2 separate regions of the Rattus norvegicus genome follow, and region 2 is linked to region 1. A link is a contact called in public Hi-C data. All regions are on one chromosome and are shown on one strand. The core of a region is the stretch at or near the end of the contact, and the rest is flanking DNA. Distances in the headings are between cores, read along the strand shown.

What was found. Hi-C and Micro-C count contacts between places; a contact is called where the count stands out from the background.
Region 2: a contact with region 1 is called in a Hi-C map of Schwann cells, with 7 times the contacts expected there. The contact joins two enhancer-like sites. A contact is called at or near these places in 4 of 12 Hi-C or Micro-C datasets (Schwann cells, frontal cortex, hepatocytes and 1 more) and 1 of 1 datasets of contacts at active chromatin or transcription factors (oligodendrocytes).

The regions. Positions count from the first base shown.
Region 1 is chr4:60,777,945-60,781,554 of GRCr8, forward strand. No RefSeq gene overlaps it. Among named protein-coding and RNA genes, the nearest start is that of Trnad-auc, 25 kb to the left of the region's middle. Within about 2 kb of position 2,102, at least 87 of the 93 cell types and tissues checked have an H3K27ac peak or open chromatin away from gene starts, as enhancers often do.
Region 2 is chr4:61,019,537-61,022,787 of GRCr8, forward strand. The region is part of intron 8 of Mkln1 (muskelin 1); the gene reads left to right. Among named protein-coding and RNA genes, the nearest start is that of Mkln1, 51 kb to the left of the region's middle. Within about 2 kb of position 1,750, at least 39 of the 93 cell types and tissues checked have an H3K27ac peak or open chromatin away from gene starts, as enhancers often do.

The DNA of each region.
Region 1 (3,610 bases), core at 852-3,351:
GATTATTAGAATTATAACTGTTTAGGGAGAAACTTGACTTTAACGTGTTATTTGGTATGGCCTTAGGTTATCAGCAAGCACATTTTCCAAACAAGTACCGGAACCCCCACATCTCGCCGTTCCCACCAAGATCACATAAACGAGAAACAGACCAAGGAGGAAAAAGGGACATCGGTAAAAAGCAAAGCTTCTATATTCCAGAGTGTGTGTGCTTCCTCCAAAATTTTCACGACAGAACTTTTCAGACACTGCACCCAATGAGGGCAACTTTGTCCACATCCAAACTGTGACCCACCATGTCGTCCTTATTTATTGAGCATTGGTGGGACACAGGTGCTCCCTCTGGACGCGTATGTTAAACGACAACAAACATGAAGATATTCTGAGGAATCCATCCACCTGTTAACTTCAAATTGCTAGGAGCGCCCCCCCCTGCCCCCTTCCTCCACAGAAAACTTCTAGAACAGGTAGCCTGAAGGCATTATACCAAATGGTTCTCCCGTCCAAACAAAAGCCGGAACAACAGAAATCCACGTACAGAAACTCAGGCCCTCAGGCTAACGTTCACTGTTCCTAGGCTGTTCACTAAGGTGAAAGGTCCCTCAAGCAGTCCCAAGTAATGATTTCAAATATAAACTCTGGGACCTGCTCCCATGAGCACCAGTCAGGGAGTCCTCAAACATCTCCTCTGCCAGAACCTCCAGTGCTTCCATTCCTCCAAATGTAAAAACTGTTACTCCTCCAGGTTGTCGCCATGTTTGCGCAGTCATCCTGTCTGGCACCTAAAGGCCCCATTTAGTGATAGATCAACACGTTAACCATTGTGGCTATTTTTCACTCTTCGATGCGTAAGTACAGATGACTCAACAACTATCTAGCCTGTCAAGCTGGCTACCTATCAGTTTTTATTCCAACTGCGTCACAATCACTGGAGAAGAAGGAGGTGAAGAAAATGGCCCTCAGTCCAGACTCTTATTTGGATTTCAGTTCCCTAACTATGAGAGTGGGTATCGGGGTTAACTCTAAAGCTCTCGGGTTGATTACACGGTACAGCCTGGATGAAGAGCCAGATGGGTACTTCTGTGTTCAGGGATATAACACACCTGCGAGGTCCGCTGGATCCCTCTGTTGAGTCTCCGGCCCGGAGGAGGAGGGGTGGAGGGGACAGCCGACTGGCAGGGATGCTGTGACGACGATCCCAAATACTGCTCCTGGGGTGCAACTGCGACCAGCCCCACAAGACTGTACCTCTCGGTAGTTTTCGGACAAGACTGTTCAGGGTCTGCGACCCTCCCCCGCGTCCTGTTCGCCGGCGCCCAGCCCCTCTCGCGGCCGCGGCACGTGACTCGACACGCGCCAGCTGCACGCGGGCTCCATCAAAACAAAAACAGAGGAGGCGGGACGGGCGGGGGCGCGCGCGCGCTCTCGCCACCGCAGCCCGTCCGCCACGATCGCGCGCCTCCGCTCGGCCGGGGGCGGGAGGGCAGAGGGCACCACCCTGTTTACCCGGCCCTGAGCCGGAAACGGTCTCCGGGGAGCGGGCGCGTGAGTGCGCACCCACCCACCCGCGGCGCGGCCCTGCGTGGGCAGTGAGCAGGGGCCACGGCGGCTGCGTGTCACCCCCGTCACGACTCTTGCTACGCACTTCGCCCCCAGCCTTCAGCTCGCGAGCTGCTGCGGACCCCTCACGTGGCCGCCTCCTCCCTGACACGCCGTTCCGAGCGAGCCGTGGCTGCGGACCTAAGCGCTCCGAAGTCTTGTCCCCACCCCGCCTCGGACGTCACCCGCCTCGGACCACCCAACCCACACCTTCCGCCCCGGGCGCGCGCGGGAGGGGGTAGATGGCTCCAAGCTGTCAGAAGCCTACAGTGTGCCACATGACGAAGCTCGCCCTCGTCCTCGCCACTCACGCAGCAGCTTCGCTGCGAGCTGAAACAGACATATTTGGGGGGGGGCTGTCTTGATATTTCTCCACTGGTTTTAAAAGCACCCCCCTCCCCATACATAAGCGTTAGACTCGGTTCTGCCTACGCACTCTTTGCCTCCCCCACGGTCTCCTACCAAATCCAAGCGACTTACCAAATCCAAATGCCCACCCTACACACCTGCTAGGTGACCTGCCTTCTGGAACCCCGAAGCCCCACCCACCTCGCCTGTGGGTGCAACCTGTGTTGGGGGGGTGAGGCAACACGATCAGGTAGTGACAGAAAGAGGGGAGACAAGCACCCCTTTTTACCCACCCCCACCCTCACCCCTCATCTGGAACAAGAGGACTCATCCTTCTTCCCTCCGCCAAAATAATAGCTTAAGTCAAAGCTCCGGCTTCCCAGGGGCTGCCTCTCCCCCCCGCACCCCCCAAGAACCAAAACGTCGCGTCCCTCCCAACCGCTCGCCCCCAGCCCTTACTTCTCGTTGACGGCAGAGGTGGGGGGGCGTGGGAGCCATGCATGAGTTGCCTCTAGGTTCGGGATGTTGGTCTCCTCTGAGTGAAGAGGTGGGATCTCGAAATGGAAACAGTCCTCCCTCCCCCCCCACCCCCCCGCCGGTCCCTCCCCTCCTCCTCCTCCTCTTCGTCTGTTTACCTCAAGTTTGAATTTTATCTGCGCAACATTAGCTGGAATGCGGACATTGAAAAAAAAAAAAAAAAAAACACTCGCTCTCAACCCGGCAGCAGCTCCGGAGGAGCCATGTGGCATCAAGCCACCGCAAAGGGGAAAAAAAGTGCTCTTAGCAACACAAACATGGCGAAATAGCTCCGACATGCCCGTTTCACGCAGCAGCCCTACCTTCCTTCGCTCGCCCGCTGAGCATCCTGGCCAGCAGCCGCAGGCCCCTTGCGGGGGGCGGTAAGGGGGCCTCGGGGAGTGCGAGGGTGGACGTCAAAAGAGTCCACCGGGAAAATAGCTCGGATGACGCGCCAACCCATTTGCCTCACCCGGAGTGCGGGGACGCCTTTTCCACCCCCAAGGTGGGAGTCGAGCACCCAATCCAGTCCCCAAGTCCTGCTGGACCCGTTTTCCCCACCCTAAAGAACTTACCTTGAGGCTGAACACTGCGCCGCTTTGCTCTCTTTTCTGGTTCCTTCCTCCGGAGCCAGGAGGAAAATGATGCGCACGTAGATTCCGAGAGCGTATTCTTCTAGAATTTTCCCAGGATGGTGGCAGGGAGCGATGGAGACTCTGAGACAGGTGCGGGGCTGCCGGTTAAAAGTTGCTCTGCGCACGGTGGGTGGCAGGGTCCCCGGAGCGGGCGGAGGACCCCCACTCCCTGCCCCCGGCGTCGCCCACTTGTCACGCCAAGCTGCTGCGTGCGCTCGGCTGCAGAGGAGGTGGTGGCGTAGTTTCTCTTTCTCCCACCTCTTCTCACTCACTTGTTTTGTAGCCGTGGGCTCCCCTAATGCTTTCCTCTCCACAATGTTGTTTCATTATATCATGTCCATCATGTGACACCGGAGAGGCCTCTCTATGGAAACTTAAAGGGGCTCCCACGTGACTGCAGCAGCAACAACAGCAGCAGGACCCGTGGCGGCGGCGCCGGCCGCAGCGTTTGTACCACCACCCACCGGGAGCCCCTCGAAGCATCCCGAAGGGGCTTGTGGCGCTGCAAAAGC
Region 2 (3,251 bases), core at 500-2,999, 240 kb after region 1:
CACAGAGGCTCTCTTCTGTAACTTCCTGAATCTTGAACTACCTCTGTAGCAATTATATTAAAGCACTTTAAAAAACTACCTCAGTTTCCCTTAAGCTTTTAATGAAGTGAATAAGGAGGAGTTTGGGTTGTTAACTACAGTCAGACATTCATGTGGCTATAATTCTGCCCTTTTCTATTGTGTATGTTTGATTTGTGTGTGGGTGTGAGTGTCACAATGTGTATATGGAGGTCAGAGGACAACTTTGTATAGTCAGGTGAACTCAGGTCATCAGGCTTTATCCACTGAGCCATTTCACTGGCTCCTGCCTTCTTGTTGACACTTGACTTTGTGTGTGACTTTTTGGCTGTCTCTATTAGAACATAGTTGGTACGGTCTATAGTTTCATAATGAGCAACTTGTTTAATTGTAGTGTGCCATCTTGTGGAGGTTTATGCAATCAGCCGTCTGATTTACTAAGAGTGAATGGTAGTTACTGCAGTCGAGCACTTGAAGTAAAACCCATTTTACTGTACAAAAATGTGTGCACATGGTGTAGAAAAGCCAGATTCTTTACTTGTGTTACTATACCTCCCTTATTTTTAATTCATGTTCAGTGTGTAGATTGTAGCACTGTAGATCCATGGTATGTTTGGTTCTAGTACTAAATGGTTTATCCTTTCTACTAAGGAATTATAGTTTAATTGTAACTTTTGTGAAATACTAGTGTGTGGATTGTTTGGTGATTGCCTGATGTGGTCCCTTAAATGAAATTGGCTTGAAATTTTGAAAATAGACTGCCGTTAATCATATCACCACCGATCTCTCTCATTCCCTATGTCTTCCTTTTCAGTCAGTTCTGAGCAAGTTCAGATCCTAACCCCTCTGCTTAAACTTTTCTGTAGTTCCTTCAGTGTTTGTGGGACTAAGTTTAAGCCCTAATAGTTGAACCTTGACTTGAACTAGCCACTGCTTGTCTTTATAAACTTCCTGTCTGGTTACTACCTTTGTGTCCTGATTTTTTTATACATTTTCTTTAATTTACTTATTCATTACATAGTTTAACTTCTTTGAATGCAGTGTATTGGTTTAGCCTTCACTGTGTCTTTATGAAAGATAACCAAATCACATTTTTGAAATTAGGAAACTAGTGGTTCAAGAACGTTGGCGGCCATACAGCTGTAGTTAGAGAGTGGAAATTGAAGCCTGACTTTGGAGTTTGTGCCTTTAAAACACTGTCGTTGTGCTCTGTCTCCGCATCATTGTTACTCATTTTACTTTGCTTGAACAGCTTCCCTGTGCCTCATTCTGCTTACCAGGACAAAGCTCCTCTTACCACAAATCTGCACTGAGTCCCTCAGCCAGGTTCTCTTCCCCTTTAAGAACCCCTGCTGTGTTTTTTTTTTTTTTTTTTTTTACCTTCACACGGGACTTGGTCTACTCTGCCCTGTGGTCACTTACTTACCCTTTGTAGTCACAACCATATTGTAAGTTCTTTAAGGATAAGGGACTATTCCAACTTTCTTTTCTGTGGTTTTTGAATTCAAATCAGTGCTTTAATCTTTCAAATAGATATTGTTGGAGTGCTAAGAGAAATGCATAGCTAGATAGCCTATATTCCTTTAAGGGGAAAATGAAGAGAAGAAGGTTGCTGTGGGAGGAAGATTGTGTTGCCTCAGGGTATCCATGCATGTTGTTACAGGACTGTGTGTGTGTGTGTGTGTGTGTGTGTGTGTGTGTCGCGTGCGCGCGCATGTATTCTCAGTAGGCCAGATTCCCTGCTAAGATGTATGCTTTTCCTTTCTTTCTACACTGTACTTCTTACCATAGTTCTTTCCAGACAGCTTCATAGTTTAAACCTTTTTATTTTTATACATTAGTGACACTTTTTGGTATTTGTTTCTAGATGATTTATCTCTGTGATACTTAAGTGATTAGGTGATATAATTAAAAATTTTGTTATGCCTCTTTCATTCGGATATATCAAAAAAATTAAGTTTTTACAGAATCCATTTCACTGTACTATTGCTTCAGTTGGGCTACAAAGCTTCCATGAACAGGAATGACATCTTGGCTCAATTCTGTTGGGATGCTTGCCCTGTGCCAGAGATTATTTTGCTCAGCTATCAATGAGGCTGTTGTGGAAATGTGGGCTTTCTTTGCTGTGAGAGTTTATGTGTACAAAGAGACCTGCTTTTCAGAAAGAACATTGAGAACTCAGAGCCTAAGAGGAAGGGTTATTAAAGTTAATGAACCAGGGTAACCTTATCCAGAGGGTGCTCAGAAGTACTATAAAACAAAAGGTCAATCGCTATTGCTATTTTAGTTATGTGGTCCTCCCTCTACAAGCTTCAGAAATTAACGGGGTTAATTGCTGTTATAGTGAGGTCTTGGCAAATAATCTTAAGCCAGATGAAAATTATTTGATTTCTTCTTCCTGTAAAAGTCTGTGTCTGGACATTACTATATGTCATTTAGGAAACAATGCCATTAAATTAATGATAATGGATCATTTTATAGTTATGAAATAACACAGATTTTTAGTAGTTTAAAATAATTGTCATTGTTTCATAGTTTTACAGTGCCAAAGGGATTCCAGGTATTGGTTAGTTTGGAGTCCAGTTCAGTAATACTGTTGTTACTGTGTCTGGGAACTGAAAGATAACTGGAGGTTTGTTTTTGTTCATTTTTTCTTTTTAAAAATAGAAATGTTCATTTTTGACAACTTTCAGAATGTTTTTTTATATAACTTAAATCTGGTGGACCTCCCAACAGAGTTTTATAAATAAAATACTAAGACTGAGGAAGATGGAATGAATGGTGCTTGGTCACTCTGCATTGATCTCCTGCCATTGTTACCAGATACCTCAGAAAAATAGCTTAGGGGAAGAATACTTATTTTGGTTCACATTTTTAGAGGTGTTCATCATGATGACCATCAAGCAGAGGGAAGGAAGGAGGGAGGATAGACAGGAACTAAGAGAAGATACTACTCTTAAGAGCATTGCTTCAGTGACCTACTTCTAGCTATAACCACCTCTTAAAGTTCCTAGAACCTACTGAAATAGTGATTCTAGTCGTGACCAAGCCTTTAAGAGTTGCCCTGTAGGGGGTAGAAATTCAAGTCCAAAATCTCTGATAAGACTCGAGGTAAGCTTTTAAAGGTATCCCTCTATAAAATAAGTTAGGTAAACTTCAAACATAAAATTACAAGAGTAAATATTTTCATTCCTAAATGGAGAAGTGGACTTACAGAAATGAAATTTATAGCC